Regions from separate parts of the Sus scrofa genome. Here all the other regions are linked to region 1. Evidence: chromatin contacts called from public HiChIP or PLAC-seq data. All regions are on one chromosome and are shown on one strand. The core of a region is the stretch at or near the end of the contact, and the rest is flanking DNA. Distances in the headings are between cores, read along the strand shown.

What was found. HiChIP or PLAC-seq counts read pairs in DNA pulled down with a chosen protein or histone mark.
Region 2: an H3K27ac HiChIP or PLAC-seq map of alveolar macrophages shows a contact between it and region 1. The contact joins two enhancer-like sites. A contact is called at or near these places in 2 of 47 Hi-C or Micro-C datasets (embryonic fibroblasts and liver) and 2 of 2 datasets of contacts at active chromatin or transcription factors (alveolar macrophages and skeletal muscle).
Region 3: an H3K27ac HiChIP or PLAC-seq map of alveolar macrophages shows a contact between it and region 1. The contact joins two enhancer-like sites. A contact is called at or near these places in 2 of 47 Hi-C or Micro-C datasets (both in liver) and 2 of 2 datasets of contacts at active chromatin or transcription factors (alveolar macrophages and skeletal muscle).

Annotation. Positions count from the first base shown.
Region 1 is chr6:72,408,183-72,411,529 of Sscrofa11.1, reverse strand. The region is part of intron 62 of VPS13D (vacuolar protein sorting-associated protein 13D); the gene reads right to left. Among named protein-coding and RNA genes, the nearest start is that of VPS13D, 150 kb to the right of the region's middle. Within about 2 kb of position 1,734, at least 44 of the 83 cell types and tissues checked have an H3K27ac peak or open chromatin away from gene starts, as enhancers often do. A contact at or near this core is called in alveolar macrophages, liver and skeletal muscle, where this site is marked.
Region 2 is chr6:72,558,250-72,561,510 of Sscrofa11.1, reverse strand. DHRS3 (short-chain dehydrogenase/reductase 3) reads left to right here. Exons shown (of 6, transcript XM_021095382.1): 5 at 1,749-1,874. Among named protein-coding and RNA genes, the nearest start is that of DHRS3, 39 kb to the left of the region's middle. Within about 2 kb of position 1,985, at least 1 of the 83 cell types and tissues checked has an H3K27ac peak or open chromatin away from gene starts, as enhancers often do. A contact at or near this core is called in alveolar macrophages, where this site is marked.
Region 3 is chr6:72,578,074-72,581,741 of Sscrofa11.1, reverse strand. The region is part of intron 1 of DHRS3 (short-chain dehydrogenase/reductase 3); the gene reads left to right. Among named protein-coding and RNA genes, the nearest start is that of DHRS3, 19 kb to the left of the region's middle. Within about 2 kb of position 2,236, at least 68 of the 83 cell types and tissues checked have an H3K27ac peak or open chromatin away from gene starts, as enhancers often do. A contact at or near this core is called in alveolar macrophages, liver and skeletal muscle, where this site is marked.

The DNA of each region.
Region 1 (3,347 bases), core at 485-2,984:
TCTTTTTTGAATGGAAAAGCACTTTTTCATGCTAATAATGTTAGGAAGTCTCTGATCCACTTGGAATTTATCCTTATGTAGAGTGTGAATAAAAACTTAATTTTCTATTTTTCCATATGGCTCTCTAGCTAGTCTAAGTGCATTTATTAAAATATCTATTTATTTCCCAGTGAATTAAAGTGTCTTTACATTAAAATCTCATGGGCAATTTAATAGACTTTCTCTTTTCCTTTCTCACTTATTTTTTAATCCTTTAGCATGTCTGCCTTAAATTCTTTTGGAACACGAGCACGTTTAGTTGAAGAAACTGAAGAAAACATAGATGAAATTTTCTAAAATAAGAGCGGGAAAACTTTTTATTGTTTTTGTTGTTGTTGTTGTTTTCCCACAACTGTGGCATATGGAAGTTCCCCAGCCAGGGACTATATCCAAGCCATGGCTACAACCTGTGCCACAGCTGCAGCAATGCTGGATCCTTAACCCACTGTACCAGGCTGGGGACTGAACCCACGCTGCCTCAGAGACAACACTGGATTCTTAACCCACTGCACCACAGCAGGAACTCCCAGAAAAATCTTGTTGTAACTCAAAATTCAGATCAAAAAAGGCAAAAGATTGACACGTTTTACAATTTAAAATAAGAAACTTTTGCATGATTTAAACACACACACACACACACACACACACACACACCAAAAGCAAAATAAAAAGACAAATGAAAAACCAAAGAAAAAATACTTGCAACTTATATCAAAGACAAAACTTATATAAAGAGCTTCTAAAATTTGTCTTCTAAACTTATATCAAAGACAAAACTTATATAAAGAGCTTCTAAAATTAGGTAAGAGACTAATAAAATGATCTTTTAAATGTGCAAGTGGAAAGTTCCCTTAGGTGCAGTGGGTCCGGCACTGCTGCAGCTGTGGCACAGGTCAAAACTGCAGCTCGGGTTTGATCCCGGGCCTGGAAACTTCCACATGCCACAGGTGTGGCCAAAAAAAAAAAAAAAAACCAGAAAAGGACATGCTATATGACCAGTCAATTTATCCACAGAGGGGGAAAAAAAAAATGGCCCTTTTTAATAAACATGTGGTCAGGAGAAGAGAAAAAACAAACATAAAAGTAACAGAAGAACCAGAAAGGAGAGACATCCAGACCAGGGAGGCCAGCAACATCCAATACAGCTGAGGACCCTACAGAGATGAGCCAAAAGGCAGCTGGATCCGGCGCCCTGGGTAGTCTCTAGCAACCTCCTACTAAACAATTTCAGAACAAAGCATTTCAAAGATTACGAGCATCCTCAAATTAATCCAGCCTAACACTCCCATTTCTTTAAATAAATAAGACCAGAGAAATGTTAGGTGGCAGGCCTAAACCCCTGCAGCTAGTTAGGAGTTAGGAGTAGACTCTGGACTTGAACATGCTCGTTTCCACAACAGCAACTACCTACTAGGTGGAAGGCAGGAAGACCAGACTAGAGAATTACTTCATTTCTCCTGGAAGACTCGCTGCTCTTCACTCTTGCATGCTTCCCCCAGCCACGTGGTGCATGACGAGGGGGGCAGGCACGACCTTCCCCACTGGACTGACAGAGAAACTGAGGCCCTGAAGCCTTAAGCACTTTGCTCAGAGTCACACAAGAAATGTGCTGGGAAAGACAGGTCCTGACATCAGTTCAGCCGCTGTTGGTTTTGTCGGTACAACTTGGAGCATTACTTTCTTCTCAGAGAAGAGGAAATGAGATCAAAACAAAGGCAAAAGGCCAAAGCTTTTACCCCAACTTCCTCCCTGCAGCCAGATGAGGAAGAAGAGCCACACGTGATACAATGACTTTAAAACCTCCACTGAGCGGTCGAAACCCTCAGGAAAGACACTGGCCCCTTTCTGAGTGGCTGCGCTTTGTCTGAACCACAGAGATGTTCTGGCCCCTTCGGTAGAAAACGATCTTGACCTGGTGCCACTCTGGGGCCTCCCGCGTTTGAAAATGCTGAGACAGGACGGGTTGCTGTGAATTACTCTGCCACCTTCAGGTTGTTCTGGCGAGTCAAAGGGAGGGAGGGGAAGGACCCAACAGGGCTTTTTCTTGTGGTGACTAAATGACTAATCAAATACAGTAGTATACAAAGTTGATGCCTATTTACTCAAGTAGCAGACGGTTTCCTGTTATAAAATGGATTCTGGAGAAAGCAATCTGTGCTCCTAAGTTCCTAATAAAAATAGGAAACTGTCCATTCCTACCTCCGCCAGACAAAAACCTGCTGAAGTCTTCCAGAAACTTTATGGAGTTGAAAGAAGAAATACCTGCCCATATTGCATCAGGTCTCGGATCACAAGCTAGTCCCTGGGCCATGTCCTTTCCTTTCTTAGTTTATCCTGCACTAAACAAAACTGTCTGGAATTCATTCTTTAAAGGTTTATTTATGGTACATAGAGACTGTTTATGTGAAGCAGGGTATTTGCCCATTTCCCTCTTGGGACAGTGTTTAAAACTACAGGGATATTTCCCTCTCTGGCACTTTCTGAAATACAATTAACAATACCGAATCTTTTTTCCTTTTAACAAATCTGGTTTTTATTTAGGGAGGGGAGGAAAAAAGTAAAGGGTCTGAAGTTTCCCAACAAATTATTTCAAGCCTTTGAGAAGACAGTTTTAGGCTTTTTAAATAGTGTCTTTGTCTGAAATTCCCCCTCACCCCCACCCTCTTGCTCTCTGACCATTAAAATGTGGGTTTTCTTCCAAACTAGATTGCTCAATTAAAGCCCTTCTTTTGTAATACCCCAATGCACTAAATGGGAAAAGGACTGCTGTAGGCCACCTTGTGAAACCTTTTAAAGGCTCCTGGACGCTTTTGATCTTTAAAAAAAAAAAACAGAAGAGCATATAAACTACCTGGCATTTTCAATATTACTCTGCTACTCTCTAACATGCAACCTCGGGAGAATAATGGAGAAGCGGGCGGGCGGAGTTGGGGGGGTTGGAATCGATGCTCTCATCTCTGCATTTGTGAGATGGAACTATTATCTCCCTCTCCTTCCAGCACAGACTAAGGAATCCAATTGAGAGAGCAGACGTGAAGCTGCTTTGAGTCCTTCTGAACAGACACTCTATCTGGCAATACCGTACCCTCGGTGTAAACCTGAAGAGATTTCCCTCTGAGGTTTCTGACAGCCCCGCTTCTGGCCTGGAGTCAAGAGAATCAAGATAATTATTCCTTCAACACCAAAGACATGGTTACCTTTTAGTCAGACTCTTGTGATTCCTGTTCTGGGACAGGATTCCATTTCCTAAGCACATACTTTCAGCCGTTACATATTCATCTCAAGGAGCCGACTGCTCTTCCTAAGAG
Region 2 (3,261 bases), core at 736-3,235, 150 kb before region 1:
CGCACCTGCAACCCTGTGAGAGCCCTTATCCCCATTTCCCAGATGAGGGAACTGAGGCTACTTGCTCAAGGCCACACCGGCTGAGTGCACTCTTTCCAGGGGTCTCTGCTGCCTTGTGGAAGTTAATGGCTCTGCCAGTTCCCTGTGTAAACACCCCACCCACTGCCAAGAGAAAGGAAAAAGGCATCCCCTGGGTTAGGTTCTCCGGGGTGGGGGTCTTACCAGGAAGGGTGCCCTGAACCCAGGGACCTTGGTCTCTCCATCTTGTCTTCCTGACCCCCCGGCAGCGGCACTGGCCCAGGTGGGGGCTGGAAACCCAGACTGTCCAGGGTGTCTATGGGGTTCCTGTGTCATGAACCGCCTCACACGTTCCTCACCACAAGACCCCCAAGGCCGGCCGTGGCCGACGGTAGGTCCTGGGTGTCTTGGCAGCATATGGTGACAGCCAAGGAAGCACAGCGTGGAGGGTGAGCTCCATGGACTCTCTAAGGCCAACCCAGCTCACACCAGGGGTCCCGGAGTCGCCTTTTCTCAGGGTGACATCAGGCCCAGGGGACTCCTCAGCCTCAGTCCTCCTGGTGCAGAGCAGCTGACCAGCCCCTGTGGGACCAAGGTCGGAGCCGGCAGCCTCAGCCCAGCACCTGGAGGTCCAGGAGGGGCGGGACAAGCAGCAGGCAGGGGAGGGCAGGGACAGCACTGAACTGGGGCTCCTTTGGACCTGGTTTGAATCCCCAGTCCCCCACCTACTCCCCAGAGCTTCAGCTTCCTTCTCTGTCGATTGGAGCAAAGGACACCTGTTGAGCACTTAGCCCAGGCCCCGCACTGAGGGAGCATCCCCTTTGGGCATCAGGTCAGATGCCTATGAACAGGCGTGAGAAGCCCCCAGTGTTTGCTTATTCAGCCATTTGTTCATTCACCCCCCCCCCGGGGGGATACGCTCTGCAAATATGTGAATGAATCAATGAATCAAGGAGTGAGCTTGTGAACCAGCAAGCAGGGCAGAGAAGGGTGTCCCCGGCAGAGCCCCAGCCTCCAGGATGGGGCGGACACAGCCGGGGAACGCCACGTCCTCCACCCCTTCAGCAAGCATTTATTGAGCACCTGCTATGTCCTGGACCCAGGGCGCACACCAGGGAGCAAGACCCACCAGACCTCTGCCCCTGGGGAACTCACGGGCTGCTGGGGGAGGCAGGCTGTTCCCGGGAAACAAGCAGACAGGCAGGGCCATTCTAGATGTGATACGTCCCCGTTATCATGGGGACAAGAGCAGAGGCCACTCTCAGTGGACAGCAGAAGAGAGCCAAGGTGATGGGACAACTGGCAAAAGGCCCCGAGATGGGAACGATGTTAAGTGACAGGATAGGCCAGGACAGCTGGGGCAGAGTGAGAAGGGGAGTGGGGCCCAGAGGAAAGAGGGCTGAAGACAGGGGGTGGCGGGGGGGGGGGGGTGCGGGGGGAGCAGGGCAGTGACGGGAGGAGTGTGGGGCCTTAAGGAGCCCTCTGAAGTGCTCTGAGAAGCCAGGGTGGGTGGGCTGGGAGGCCTCGAGGGGAGACTCCCTGGGAGGAGGGGTGAGAGGCTCCTGACATGTCTGGGGGAGGCTGGGGAGCAGGGAGAGTGTTCCAAATGGGACTCAGGTCTCCCACACGGGAGCAGCCAGAGCCATGACCCTGACATATGCGCCACGGGGGTCTTACAGCGGGGCACCTGCTCCTTAGGAGAAACCCACACTGTCTCTTCCTGCGGGCAGGTTCCCCAACCTCTTTCCCCCCCTGAAGCCGGAGACGGTGGCCCGGAGGACGGTGGAAGCCGTGCAGCTCAATCAGACCCTCCTCCTGCTCCCGTGGACCATGCATGTCCTCATTATCTTGAAAAGGTACGGGGCCGGGGGAGGAAGCACTGGGTCAGGCTTGTGCTGGCCGTTTCCCCTGCTCCACACAGACTCGGGTGGGGAAGAGGCCTTGGGCAAGAGCAAGTGCCCTGTGATTGATTAGTCATGTCTGCTGTGGGTGTGAAAAAGAGGAGCGGCGGCCTGTGTGGCATGGATTGACTGTCCTTACAACAGAGCGGTAGTTCTCAAACATGTTGGGCTCAGGACCCCTTTACCATCTTGAAAATTACTGAAGAACCCTGGGATTTGCCCCTGTGGCTCAGCAGGTTAAGGACCTGGCATTGTCTCTGTGGCAGCACAGGTTCAATCCCCAGCCCAGTGCCGTGGGTTAAGGATCCAGTGTTGCCAAAGCTGTGGCTCGGAATCATTCCCTGCATATGCCACAAATGCGACCATTAAAAAAAAAATTATTGAAGAACCCAAAGAGTTTTGTGTATGTGAATTGTACCTATTGCATTAGAAATTAAAACTGAGAAAAAGATTTATAGGATTTATACATTTATTCACTTGTAAGTAGCAATCATGAATCTATTCAGGGTTAATATAAGTGATATTTTTATGAAAAGTAAGTATATTTCCCTCCCAAAAAAGAATGTAGTAAAAGAATAACATTGCTGAACATTTTTTGCAAAGCTTTTTATTATCTGACTTAATTGAAGACAAATGGATGCTCATATCTGCTTCTGATTTTAGTCTGTGATGCTGTAGGTTGTGGAGCCTCTGGAAAACTCAACTGTATACTTGTGAGAGAATGAGGGTAAAAAAGTCAAACCGGAGTTTCCTGGTGGCTCGCTGGGTTAAGGATCTGGTGTTGTCACTGCTGTGGCTGGGATTTGATCCCTAGCCAGGGAACTTTTGCATATCATGGGCAAGGCCAAAGGAAAAAAAAAAAAAAAGGTCAAATCCCATCTCGGTATTATAATAAAATAGTTTGAGAGTTCCCGTTGTGGCACAGTGGAGCTGAATCTGACTGGCATCCATGAGGATGTGGGTTCAATCCCTGGCCTTGCTCAGTGGGTCACGGACCCAGCATTGCTGTGAGTTGTGGTGTAGGTCGAAGACGCAGCTTGGATCCCGCGTTGCTATGGCTGTGGTGTAGGCTGGCAGCTGTAGCACGTTTGGCCCTAAAAAGCAAGAAAAAAAAAGCAAAAATACTTTGATCTCACAGACAGAACTCTGAAGAGATCTCAAGTACCCTCCAAGGGTTCCTGGGCCACACTTTGAGAACTACTGTTCTAGAGACGAACTCCCAGGCCTCGGCAAGTTGAATGGGGTGGGGAGGACAGGGGTCTCAATGTCAAAGGCTCAGGAGTCACAGAAAGGTCGCCGTGCTTGTCAGGTGGGGGTTTCCAGGGCAGGCCACCTTGGGAGG
Region 3 (3,668 bases), core at 987-3,486, 170 kb before region 1:
GCGGTACCCTTGACACCCCTAGGACCTCAGTGCCTCATCTCTAAAATGGGCAAACAGCTCAGGTCCACAGCCCCTGAGGACTTGCCTACGTGCATGGGTCAATTGAAGGGTGGAAAAAGGATTACAGAGCTTTCTGGATTTTGGATGTGAAGCTAAGGGGTTGTGGGCCTCACTGTAGCACCTTAGAAAACTCCTGAATAACCACTAACCCCGGCGATGACTGTTATTTTGTTACCTAAATCTACGATACCTCTGAATTGCTGCCTTGGCTTTTTTGCATGTGTCCAGTGGGTCCCCAGGCAGCCCTCCATTAACTGGCTGTTGGCAGCTGTCTGTTTGGGATGTGATGCCCATTCTGCAGCAGGAGCGCATCTGCTGGATCTCGTTTCCTGCTGTCCAGAAGGCGCGGAAGGCCTGAGACTTGGCATTTGGTCTCCCCTGCCCGCCACTCTCCATCTAGGTGTGGGACCCAAGCTGTCCCACATGACCCCTTGCTCAGAAAGTTCCTGCACTTGTTAATGCCCTGCCGTTGCCATCTTGAAGTCCTCAATAATTATTCAACTGGCAGCCACGCCTTTTCCTTTCACACAGGGCCTCACAAATGATGTGGCTGGTCCTCATGGAAGCCATACACCTGGGTTGTCAACTTCATCCCTCCCAAGGTCCCCTCCAGGGATGTTATGGCCCGTTTTGCAGGGGAGGCAACATGATTTCACTCATTCGTGCACATAACGCACGAGGCGACTGATTATCAAGCCAGGTGCTGGGAACTCATAGTGAGCCTGCATTTCTAGGGTGTCATTGCACTGGGGGAGGGAGACAGAAAGGAAACAACAAATAACTATTACAATTTCAGATAGTGACAAATTGCTATAAAATAAAACAGGGTGGACGTTCCCATTGTGGCTCAGCAGAAACGAGCCCGACTAGTATCCACAAGGATGCAGGTTCATCCCTGGCCTTGCTCAGTGGGTTAAGGATCTGGCATTGCCATGAGTTGTGGTGTAGGTTGCAGACGTGGCTCGATCCGGCGTTGCTGTGGCTGTGGTGTAGGCCAGCAGCTGCAGCTCCAATTCGACCCCTAGCCTGGGAACCTCCATATGCCACGAGTGCAGCCCTAAAAAGCAAAAATAAAATAAAACGAAGACAGGATGACGTGAGGGAGAGAGGCTTAAATATCAACTTCAGTGAAAGGGAAGCTGGAAGCAGCTCTGGTTTAGCTGGGCCCTGCTGCATTCTTGGGGTGTTTTTTAAAGATACCCCCCCACTTGCTAAAAGGACTTGAGTTAGTGGGGTCCAAGTCGGGGAGCCAGTAGGGGGCCTCCCTGGGCAGTTCGGGGTGGGAAGTAAAGGCTGAGGGCTGAGTTTGGGGGAAAAGGAGTGAGGAGAGGGCTGGCCCTGAATTCTCTGAGCAGCTCCAAGTTCTCACCAGGCCAGGCCCTGCACCTGAGGCTTCTAACCAACGCTGGCAGCCCCATGAGGGTTCCTTGCACTTTTGACCTTCCCCTCACCAGCGAAGGAGGCCAGTTTCAACCCTCCCCACTTCCCCAAGTGGGAGATGTTGAGGCTCAGAGATGCCAAGTGACTCATTCAAAAGTCACACAGCAAATCAACTCCAGAGCAGGGTGCTGGCCTGCCTGGCCCAGCCAGGCTGATTTCCATTCCCAAGGGCACTTCAGAGCCTGCGGTTGCCAAGGGGATGCATGCAGTCCAGGGCCGCGCTGGGAGCTCTCTGGAAGACACGGTGGCCCCCTGCCCTGTGAAGTAGGGCAGTGGCTGGTGGGCAGCCATGGGACACTTTGACATCTGCTTAAAAGGGCCTCCAGCGCCCAGGCTTCGCAGAAGAAGAACGAGCTTCCCAGAAAGCCGAGAGCAAAGGCAGGCACTTCCCCAATCTGTTGGGCGGAAAGCCCAAATCTGACCCAGAACACTCAGCTCTAGGGTCCGGAGGCCCCCTGGGGAGGCAGGGGATGGGTGCCTAGGGGAGAGGCTGACGCCTGAGGAGTGGAAGCTGCCAGCCCCCAGGGATGCTCCGGAGGAGGGAGGCCGCGCTCCAGCTGGGCCGGTGCCTGCCCAGGGGGCGGCGGAGGAGGCGGCGGGAAGGTTCACGCTGCGGCCAGCAGACTGGCTGCGTGTTGCAATGTCTTGTGGCGTTTGCAGCATCCTGTCCGTGTGCGCAGCTGGGGTAACCTCGGGCCGGCGCGGAGGAGCGTGTGTGGCTCGCAGGCCGCGCGGCCTGGAGGCTGCTGGCACCTTGCATCTCATTTACAGCTCCGGGTTCAGCCGCAGGTCAGCGGCGCGGGTGACATCACGGCGTTTGTTTACCGCCCGGCCGCTGCAGGGAGGAAGCGCGGGCGGTCCCTGCCGCGGGAGGGGACCCTTTCCGCACCCCGCCACCGGCGCCGGACCCCAACCTGGCCCCCGCCCCATCCGCGTCCCGCCCCCAGCCCACCCCCTTCCCATCCACGCCCGGACCCCATTTCTCCACTGCCCCCTGCCCCTGCCGAGTCCCCGACCCCACCCCCCAATCCGTCACTCGTCTTCACCCCACGACCCCCGACCTGAGCCCGGAACCTCCACGCGACAGCCCTCTCGACCCGGCACCTCCGGGACACAGCCCCGCCCCCCCCTCCCCATCGACCTCCCCCCGCCCCCCCCCCTTCCAGCCCTTCCCCATCCGCCAAATGGGAGCCCAGCCCAATCCCCACCCAGGACTCCAGCCCGGCCCCGCCCCACCCCCTCCCGGGACCCCCGCGGGCCCCCACCCTCCGCCCGTCCCTGGGCCCACTTTCAGAAGGACTTCCTGGAGCCTCCTGCCAGATCCGTTGAGGTTTCCCCGGCGGCGGCTCCTCCTGCCACCCCCTCACCCCATCATGTGAGCGCGGACCCGCCTCCCGGCCCCGAGCGGGCGGGGTTGGCCCGCCACTTTGTTATTGGAAACTGGTGTGTTTACCCCGGCGCGCTAGGTGGGTAGCTGGCCTGCTCGGCCCGCATCCAGGCACCCTCTTCCTGCCCAGCCGGCCCTTGCCACCTGGAACTCTTTCCGGGCCCCGCCCCTCCCTCTGCTTAAGCCGAGTGTTCTGGAAGCTGAAGGGACCTGCGGATAGAAGTCAGGATCTCTCGCTTTCCCCATACCTGGGACTTGCCACAGCCCGCCTTCCCAGGGGAGGGAGGCTCCGCGCCTGGGTTCCTGGCCATCCTGTTCTTGCATTTTCTCAGGCCAAACCCTTTAGGGTCCTCTTGGCGCCCCTCCGGGCCCCCCAAACCTGCAGCTGTGCGGAATTCCTCCTCCATCACTTCTGCCAAGCGCTCCAGCCCCGCTCCCCTCCATCTCTCATAGGGGTCACCTGCGGGTACAGCAGCTGCTCCTAACCAGCCCTGGTCCACTGCCCCGGCCCCCCCGCACCCCCAACATGCCATACCCACAGTGCAGCAGCCAGGCCTCGTTCCAAAAGCCAAGTAGAGTTGTCCTTTCTCTGCCCACAACCCTCCAAAGGACTTCCCATCTCACTGGGGGAAGAATTCAAACCCCACCCGCACCCAGGGCTGCAGCCCCCAACCTCACGTCTCCCACTCAGCTCTTCCACTCGGCCTCCTTGCAGTCCCCCCCCCCCGCCCCCCACCTTTGCACTGGCCATTCCCCTGCCCAGAATGCTCCTTCCCCACAT